Linked DNA regions of Mus musculus: regions 1 and 3 are each linked to region 2. Evidence: chromatin contacts called from public HiChIP or PLAC-seq data. All regions are on one chromosome and are shown on one strand. Each heading gives the region's core, a stretch centred on a gene start, on an enhancer-like site or on the middle of the called end of the contact. The rest is flanking DNA. Distances are from core to core; before and after follow the strand shown. Region 1 has its middle 31 kb from the start of Gm33862. Region 2 holds the start of Eif4enif1 (eukaryotic translation initiation factor 4E nuclear import factor 1). Region 3 overlaps Gm12592 (predicted gene 12592).

Region 1 (2,700 bases), core at 46-2,545, 97 kb before region 2:
AGTGTATCTTGCCATATTCCAGGTTAAACAGTGTTTGTATCCCATTTTCCACTTTTTCGGGTTTCTTGCCATATTCCAGGTCCTATAGTGTCCATTTCTCAGTTTTCCACGTTTTTGAGTGTTTCTCTCCATATTCCAGGTCAAATTGTGTTTGTGTTTCATTTTCCACGTTTATCAGTGTTTCTTGCCATATTCCATTTCCTTCCATGTGAGTTTCTCATTTTCCACGTTTTTTTTTTCAGTTTTCTCACCATAATCAGGGTCCTACAGTGTGCATTTCTCATTTTTCACATTTTTCATATTTTTCTCACTATATTTCAGGACATACAGTGTTTGTGTCTCATTTTCCACGTTTTTCAGTTTTCCTCCATATTCCAGGTCCTACATTGTGTGTTTCTCATTTTCCATGATTTTCAGTTTTCTCGTCATACTCCAGTTCCTACAGTGTGTGTGAGGAGCCGCCCTTGCAGTCACCATTACAAGATGGCGCTGACATCCGGTGTTCTAACTGGTAAACAAGTAGTCTGCGCATGTGCTGGGGTATTTTTCCATTCCTTGTGCCCTGTCTATCCCGTGGCGTCATCTGGGCTGATGGTGAGCAGCCAGTCAGGGCGAGGCACGTCTCCAACCGCTCTTCGTGGGCTATAAAAGGGACAAGTTTCCTGTGTTCTGGGTCTCCTCCTCCCCAGAAGCTGATTCATCTATCTCTCGAGATGCATTAAAGCTTTGCTGCAGAAGGATCTGAGTGTGTCCTGTGTTTTCGTCCTCGTTGGCGAGACTCCTTATCACAGACCACATCTGGTGCCGAAACCCGGGACTTCAACAACACCAGCACTAAGGAGACCCCCCTGGAGATAGGGCAGATTCAGAACTGCAGTGGATAAGCTCGGAGAGTCATGTCTGATCTTGAACCTGTTGTTCCTTTTAACTTTGGTTTTAATCTGAAAGCACCGTGGGACGGGTCAGTAGAAGCTTTGGTTTTTGTAACTCTGGTGCTTATCTTCTTTCTCCTGGTGTCTTATCGTGTTCATCGTGGTTGGTGTTAATTTTGAGGTGCGGTCAGTCCGACGTAGATAAGCGGTGGCACCGTCATTCTCGGTCAGTCTCTCGTACGTAAGGGAGTGGAGCGTGGCATTTTGCTTTCACTTTACTTTCACTTCTGCTCCAGGAGCGGACTTCTGCTTTAGAGGCAGCCTTCTGCTTTAAAAGTGAACTTCTGCTTTTGAGAGCGTATTTCCTTCTGCTTTTTGGAGCAGCTGCCTCGGAAGCAGACTTCTGCTTTTTCAGAGCAGAGTGTGGTTTACTTTCACTTCTGCTTTTCGTGCCTTAAGTCGGATGTACATAAGCCGCAGGCACGATGGGGTCTTCAGAATCGGTTGTAAACACACTACAAGCTGTTCTTAAGCAGAGAGACCTCAAGATTGCCACATGCACCCTAAAAAATTTTGTCGCAGCGGTTGACCGTGTCGCCCCATGGTATGCTTGCTCGGGCTCACTGACCATAGCTTCATGGGATAAACTAGGAAGAGACCTAGATAAAAAAATTGAGGAAGGAGATTTGTGCCTAGGCACCAAGGCCATTTGGAAACTGATAAAGAATTGCTTAGAAGATGAGACCTGACGACTTGCAGTGGTTGAGGGACAAGAAACATTAGAAGAGGTTCAAGACAGCATATCAGAAACCGAACGGAGCGAGAGAATTGGAGCTCCTAAGAAAACAGACATGAAGGAAAAAGGACCTCCCCGGATGTTAGATAGGGGGAGAGATAAGGAAAAAGGACCTCCCTGGAAGTTAGATAGGGGGAGAGATAAGGAAAAAGGACCTCCCTGGAAGTTAGATAGGGGGAGAGATATGAAAGGGGACGGTAACAGTGCACCCCCTACAAGTAAACCTAGTAACATTTACCCCACCCTAGATTTAGAAGCCCTAGAGATTGATAGCTCAGATTCTGATGAGTTAGATTCTGGCGAATAGGCAGAATTAGAAGAGGAAGCAACAAAATATGAAAGGGAAAGGTATGGCCCTAATCCAAAGGTACAGCAAAAGGTTAAAATAAGAGGGGGGGCATAAAGCAGTTGCCCAAGCCCTCAGCACCCCCACCATATCAAACAAGTTGTGGTGCTAGTTCCTTTCTGCCTCAGGAGGAATTAAAAAAGATTCAGATTGCTTTTCCAGTTTTCGATGCTGGAGATGATGCAGGATGCATACATGCTCCTGTAGAATATCAACAAATTAAAGAACTTGCTGAATCTGTATGTAATTATGGAGTCAATGCCAACTTCACCTTGGTACAGGTCGAGAGATTTGCCAATGTAGCAATGACTCCAGCAGACTGGCAAATGACAGTTAAAGCCACTCTACCTAATATGGGACAATACATGGAATGGAAAGCATTATGGTACGATGCTGCCCAGATCAGGCAAGAATTAATGCTGCAGCAGAGGATGATAATCAGAGACAATGGACTTTTGAATTATTAATGGGTCAAGGACAGTATGCCGCCAATCAAACTAATTATCATTGGGGAGAATATGCTCAAATATCAGCGGCTGCCATTAAGGCTTGGAAAGCTCTTACAAGAAAGGGAGAAGCTGGAGGCCACCTTACAAAGATCATCCAGGGCCCCCAGGAGCCATTCTCAGACTTTGTGGCGAGAATGCCTGAAGCAGCAGGAAGGATTTTTTGGAGATCCTGAACAG
Region 2 (3,025 bases), core at 67-2,566:
TATTAAATGTTTTCAAGAAACTTTATACATATTATATAAGGCTTCACTCCCCCCCCCCATTGCTAAATTTAATCTTCAGTACTGCTATTTCCAACTCCTAAACTAAGCTAAAGATCAATATATTTCCTAATTCTACACAGCCTCTATGACAATAGAGAATCAGGCCTAAGTGCAGATGTTTCTATGTCTGTTGTCTGTATTCTTTAGGCACAGGCCTGTAATTTCCAGCACTTGGGAAGCCCGCCAGGGTTACATAGTGTAAATCTGTTACAAAAGATAGTTTGCAAAAAAGACTTTATTAAGTCATTACAAAGGGGAAAAATTACTTTTGTTGCCAAAACTCAAAGAAAGAATGGGAAGTAGCTTTCTCAAGTAAAATAAACGATATTCAAATGCCCTACTGCTCCTGCTGGCTTTCAACTCCCCGGTTTCAAGATCTGAAAAATTAAAACCATCATGTTCAGCCTCGCTGTTCTTTACAGGAAACAAAACAAACAAACAGTATCCCTCCACGACAAAGAAATATCAATTCTGGGCAGTCCCAACAGCTTGGCATACTCCTACAGACTTGTTCACAAGTGACCTTCCCAGAGCGGCAGTTCTTGGATTATCCACTTATATCCGAATCTGTATCCTCCATCAACTTGTTTCGGCACTCGGGCAAAAGCCAGGCTTTCTATTTCCCTCAGATACTTTACTCTTCCAGATTATTCATTGAAAGCTACTCTAATTAGTCAATTCCCTTCACGTGGGATCACAGATAATTGTGACAAACTTGCTTATCAATGCACCATCTCTTATGACTAATGCCCTTTAGAGTAACTTCAGGGACAGTTTTAGCAGACAAAAAGGCGCGAAAAATCGGGCCGCTCAGAACTTTACCCTAGATCACACCAATAAAAAACAAACAGGTCACGACAATGTTCTCCTAACTGACCCCTGTCGCAAAAACACCAGCAGTGGCCCAGCCCGGTGACCGCTAGCAACTGGACAATACAGACCCACCCAGACCACCCCGCTCGCGCCGGCGTGGCGCGGGTCCCGGACAGCGCGCTGCTGGCTCCGCCCCTCATGACGCGTGGGAACGCGGCGCCCTTCCTTGAGTTGCCCACAGCAGCCGCCTTTGAGCCCGGGCGCCGGCTCCCACGGCACCGGTCGCGATCACCTTCCCGTAGCCGCCGTGCCCTTTTGGCTATTGTGGCCTCGCCATCCGGCCCACGCGGAACCCAGCGCGGCGGACAGCGCCGCCCAAAGCAGCTTTTCTGCCAGGCACCGCTGCGGACACCCCAGGTCCTGCGCGCTGCGAGGGCGGTGCCTGGGTCCCCCGCGGTGCTTGGCGGGGGGGGGGGGGGAGAGCCGCGCCGGAGGGCCGGGCCTCGGTTACGGCGGCTGAGGAGAGCCAGCCCGAGCGGGTGGGGGGGAGGGGGGCGCAAGCGCAGGCCGCGGCCAGCGACGCCGGGCCTGGAGCGGGCGCGGGGGGACGCGGCGGCCGAGGCGCAGGGCCGCCCGGCGGCGGGCGCTCCCAGCAAGGGTACGGCAAGCGCGGGGCCCCGGCCTGCGTGCGAGGACTGCGCGCTACCCCGGGAGCGCGGGCGGCAGGGCGCGCGCGGGGGGCGGCAGAGGCGCGAGGCGCGCGGGCGGCCGGCGGGCAGCAGGCGGGCCTGCGCCGGCTCTAGGCGGCCGACCTGTGGACTTGGTCCCTGCTCCCTGCGGCCCGCCTCCTTCCGTGAGTACCGTCCCTGCCCTTCTTCCGGAGGAGCCTCTAGCCCGGGGCCTGGGTGAGGGGCCAGGGGTTCGTTGGAGGAGTGGAGTTTCCCAGAGGAGGCCCGCACCGGCCCTCCCTCGCCGCGGACGCCCCTCACATGGCCACAGGTGTGGCCGGCTGAGAGAGGTGCTCTCCGGCCGGTTCCCCAGCCCCTCTCGCTCGGGTAATAAGGGGCAGCTGGTGCCATCCATTGACAAGTGACAGGCACTTTCCAGCAGCCCGACTTGCCGGATCGGCAGCCCAACCAGTCCTACCTCTACTCTACTCCGGGAAACTTCACCACCACCGCCGCCAGGTCGATTCTTGTGGGTGGCAGCGACTATTTTGGTTTCCCTTTGTATTAAAGATAATTAAAGGTTGTACCCTGAGTTGGGCCCCTTCCACTTCTGCTTTTCTTTGCTATGGGTACTCTGAATACTTCAGGTGGTTCTCTTTCCAATTTAGTTCTGGTTCATACCGTAGTTTTGGGATTTTTTTTTTTTAACTATCTTGATTTTTTTCTTTTTTCCCCTCAAAGTTCCAGTTTCAGAGAAGCAGCTAAGGCTTTGGAATATTTATTGTTCTGTTTGACAGTTTTGTGCCTAATTTTATTTTCCAGGTGCAAAAATATTGTACACCAAGAAGCCATGGAGAAAAGTGTGGCTGAAACAGAAAATGGAGATGCTTTCCTTGAGCTGAAGAAACTGCCCACCTCCAAATCCCCCCATCGCTATACGAAAGTAAGTTTTGTTTCACATGAAGTAATAATGTGTAGCTATTTCATTGGAATTATCTAAAGTGGTAGTTTTGCTCTGACTCATTGGGGACTAAATAAATTTTGTAAAGCATCTGCATTTGGTCATTTTTAAGTGTGACTACTGGGTTTAAACTGTAGGTTTTAGGTGAAAGGCTGTTGTCTCAGATCCTGTGTGAAATTTGTAGATAAGTGTTTGTACCCAGATGTTCTTTAACAGTTGGGTGATTGGTTGGCAGGGATCAGGTGAGGTTTCCAGCTCTGGGATGTTTCACAGGATCGGTGTCTTTGTATGGATGTTTTCGTAGAAGTTCAAGTCCCTAGAAGAGGAGTCTGGCTGGAGTAATTGGATTTTTAATCCTTTTTTTTTTTTTTAACTTCTTATAAATTGGATATAAGCTCACAAAAGTAAGAATTCATTCATATTTCATTGCTGAAGATTACAGAGTGGTTACCTGTCTATTACAGTTTCTGGAAATATGTTTGTATGTGGTACCCGCTTGCTTCAGCCTGAGTGTGAATTTAGA
Region 3 (2,913 bases), core at 160-2,659, 110 kb after region 2:
GCAACCTGAGCTGCTTCTGTGCCATCCCCCAGTGGGACTGTTAGGACTTTACCACAGCCGTCCCGTCCAGCTAGTGTCTACAGAGAGCTCTCAAGCTTAGAGCCTGAGTCACCCCCAGCCTTGTGCCTCTTGCTCTACCCCACCAAGTAGCTTTCACTACAAGTCCCCCACTCATCCCCGTCTGTATGCCTGCATCTTCCACGACCCACAACCACCTTGAACTGCTGCTGCTCTAAGCACAGTCTCTTCTCTGGGCAATCGTCACTGTGCCCTGGTTCATGCTCATCCAGGAGACAGAGAGCCTGGTTCAGACCCTCCAGGAACTTCTTTCAGAATGATGTGGGCCTGTTTCCTCACCAAAACCTACGATAACAAAAAAGCAGTTTTTCCAGGGCTGCTAGGAGAACAAAGTAGCTGATCCCTACCTAGTAAAGCACATTAGGAAACACGCAAAACTCCTTTCAGGTTACCTCAACCATCTTTGCTCAAACCCCTTCACTGTAATGGAGACAGTGAGCAAGAACAGGACTAGCAAACAATTTCTGTGCAGTGCCAACAGGTAAGCATTTTTGTCATTAAAAGAGGGAGAATTTGTTTTATGTATTTTGACCATTTTAAACTGCAGGTTGGGTATTGCTCTTTTATAATAATCCCAGGACTTCCCAGGAGGTAGAGGCAGGAAGATCAGGAGTTCAAGGCCAGCCTCAGCCACATAGGGAGTTCAAGACCAGCTTGCTTGGGCTGTGTTCAAAGAAAGTAAAGCACTTAGCTGTAAATAAAATTGAAGGAAGTCAATGACTGTGAGGCCAGGCTTGGGTTAGGCTTCCAGCTGCCAGTGTATATTTTGCGAGGCCTCGTCCTGGCTTAGAGGGTCTAGCCTCCTGCTGGACGGCTCTGGGGTCCTGGTCTGCTGTGCAGTGCCTTATCTTCCAGGAAGGCTGTACTGAGGCAGTCTATTCAAGGAGGTCCAATGTGCTTATTGCCACGGCTGCCTAACCAGTTCACTTTCTACCCTGTTTTTTGAGACAGGGTTTCTCTGTGTAGCCCTGGCTGTCCTGGAACTCACTCTAGACCAGACTGGCCTCGAACTCAGAGATCTATCTACTCTTTGCCTCCTGAGTGCTGGGATTAAAGTACAACACACCCAGTTTACAGGAACCTCTTTAGAGTTTGATTTTCCACTGTGGATCCAACAGATCCAACTCAAAGATTTTGCAGAAAGCACTTTACCTTTTTGGGGGGGAGGGACTTAGAAGTGGGGGAGGCAGGGTCCCATGCTATGCACTGGAGCCCTGAGCCCTTTCACCTCACAGCTCCTGTTTATTTGCTTGTGTAAGCTGCTTCCTCTGCCTGTAAAGTTCTTATCTTTTTATCTGCCTGAGAAACTCCAGAGGCCCATATCTGATTGCTGCTGTCTACAGTTTTCCCTGCCCCCACCTCTGCTGTAAGACAGCTAGCTGGCACACTTGCTGGGTGCCAGGCACAGTGCCCCATAAGGAAAATATTCTACTTGAAGGTTCAGAGAAGTCTAGTGACTGCTTATGTCTGAAGATGTGAAGGGCAAGGTGAGGGCTCAGATCTGAGCTGTGTGTCACTTCTGTACACTTCCCTGTTCTGCACGGTTCCCACTTGTGCGTGGTCTGTCCCTTATGATACTCAGGCTCAAATGAACAAGCACACTAGACAAGAGTAAAAGACCAAGCCGAGATGCAGGGGAGAGGTGGAAGCCCGGGACAGGTAGACATCCCCACAACTTGGGACCCTTCCCAGGATACCTTCCCCTCCAGTTCTTGGAAACATCTTAAATGCTTTAAGCTGTAAAAGGCACCCAGGAACTCCAAATAGGTCATCTTTGTCTCTTGTGACAAGGACTTGGACTCGGCCCTCCAATTCACCCTACCCCAACAAGGAGATTACTCTTCATACCAATAACTGAAACCAAAATGCTTTGGTCCATCCCACAAGGAACACTGACAAGGAACCCTTAAAGATGAGCCCTTCCTCCTCCAGCATCAGCTCAGACCTGCAACCTATACCTTCTCCTTTACTTTGTTCTAAATCAGTACGTGTTCAGATGTGGACACAGGTTCAAGGGAACAGAGGGTTTGAGATACAGATACACCTACTTCAGGCCTTCCATGATTCCAGCCACAGGGAACACGTCCCTGACTGCCCCCTAGTGGCTCACTCTTCCTCTCCCTTGCTGCCTTCCTCTATTAGCTCCCCTCCTTTTTTCCTTCATCCTGGGCCAACCCTTACTCTCAGGGACTCAGAACTCCTCCCACTGTTTTGCAGAGTACATTCTCCCTTTGTGGGGTGGGGGAAAGCAAAAGAATACCAATGATAAGAAGAATGGGCGGGGGTTGGGGGGTGTATAGTTCTGGTGGTAGAGTGCTTGCCTAATCTGCATGAAGCCTAGTACTCTATCTTACAGAGTATACACCACAGTAAATAGGTGTGGTGCATAGCAGTTAGAAGGTTCAAGAGAAGTTCAAAGTCGTACTTAGCTATATAGCAAGTTTGAGACCAGCCTGGGTTATACAAGACTCTCAAAAACAAAAACAAAAAAATTGTCAAGCCGGGCGTGGTGGCGCACGCCTTTAATCCCAGCACTCGGGAGGCAGAGGCAGGCAGATTTCTGAGTTCGAGGCCAGCCTGGTCTACAAAGTGAGCTCCAGGACAGCCAGGGCTACACAGAGAAACCCTGTCTTGAAAAAACCCAAAAAAAAAAAAAAAAAAATGTCAACAACCTTTAAAATATCCCCTTTAAATTAGGAATTCCACTCTTCGAAGCTATACAACAAAGCAACTCTAAAGATCTTATTGTCCAAAACTCATGCAAAATGTCCATCAGTTAGCTCATATATAAAGATCATTTCAAAACATTTGATACCATGAGAGAAAAAGGCTTAT

Evidence for each region. HiChIP or PLAC-seq counts read pairs in DNA pulled down with a chosen protein or histone mark.
Region 1: a contact with region 2 is called in an H3K27ac HiChIP or PLAC-seq map of thymic regulatory T cells, with 8 times the contacts expected there. The contact joins the enhancer-like site here to the promoter of Eif4enif1 in region 2. A contact is called at or near these places in 4 of 39 promoter capture datasets (embryonic stem cells, hippocampal neurons, liver and 1 more), 7 of 115 datasets of contacts at active chromatin or transcription factors (the 230-238 cell line, CD4 single positive thymocytes, bone marrow-derived dendritic cells and 4 more) and 3 of 9 other capture datasets (adipose tissue, liver and pancreatic islet).
Region 3: an H3K27ac HiChIP or PLAC-seq map of CD4 single positive thymocytes shows a contact between it and region 2, with 11 times the contacts expected there. The contact joins the enhancer-like site here to the promoter of Eif4enif1 in region 2. A contact is called at or near these places in 2 of 39 promoter capture datasets (the C10 cell line and cranial neural crest), 2 of 484 Hi-C or Micro-C datasets (bone marrow-derived macrophages and nephron progenitors), 10 of 115 datasets of contacts at active chromatin or transcription factors (the 230-238 cell line, CD4 single positive thymocytes, the SCID.adh cell line and 5 more) and 3 of 9 other capture datasets (adipose tissue, liver and pancreatic islet).

Annotation. Positions count from the first base shown.
Region 1 is chr11:3,104,311-3,107,010 of GRCm38.p6, forward strand. No RefSeq gene overlaps it. Among named protein-coding and RNA genes, the nearest start is that of Gm33862, 31 kb to the right of the region's middle. Within about 2 kb of position 1,296, at least 121 of the 459 cell types and tissues checked have an H3K27ac peak or open chromatin away from gene starts, as enhancers often do. A contact at or near this core is called in the 230-238 cell line, CD4 single positive thymocytes, bone marrow-derived dendritic cells and 2 more, where this site is marked.
Region 2 is chr11:3,201,267-3,204,291 of GRCm38.p6, forward strand. Eif4enif1 (eukaryotic translation initiation factor 4E nuclear import factor 1) reads left to right here and starts at 1,317. Exons shown (of 19, transcript NM_023743.2): 1 at 1,317-1,531; 2 at 2,364-2,484. The coding sequence starts at 2,392. It overlaps Gm51877 (5E5 antigen), which reads right to left and starts at 1,952. Exons shown (of 1, transcript XM_030246456.1): 1 at 278-1,952. The coding sequence starts at 1,952. The coding sequence ends at 879. It also overlaps a transcript of Sfi1 not described here.
Region 3 is chr11:3,312,067-3,314,979 of GRCm38.p6, forward strand. The region is part of intron 1 of Gm12592 (predicted gene 12592); the gene reads right to left. Gm11944 (predicted gene 11944) reads left to right here. Exons shown (of 6, transcript NR_045708.1): 3 at 466-559. Among named protein-coding and RNA genes, the nearest start is that of Gm11944, 4.5 kb to the left of the region's middle. Within about 2 kb of position 1,410, at least 45 of the 459 cell types and tissues checked have an H3K27ac peak or open chromatin away from gene starts, as enhancers often do. A contact at or near this core is called in CD4 single positive thymocytes and the SCID.adh cell line, where this site is marked.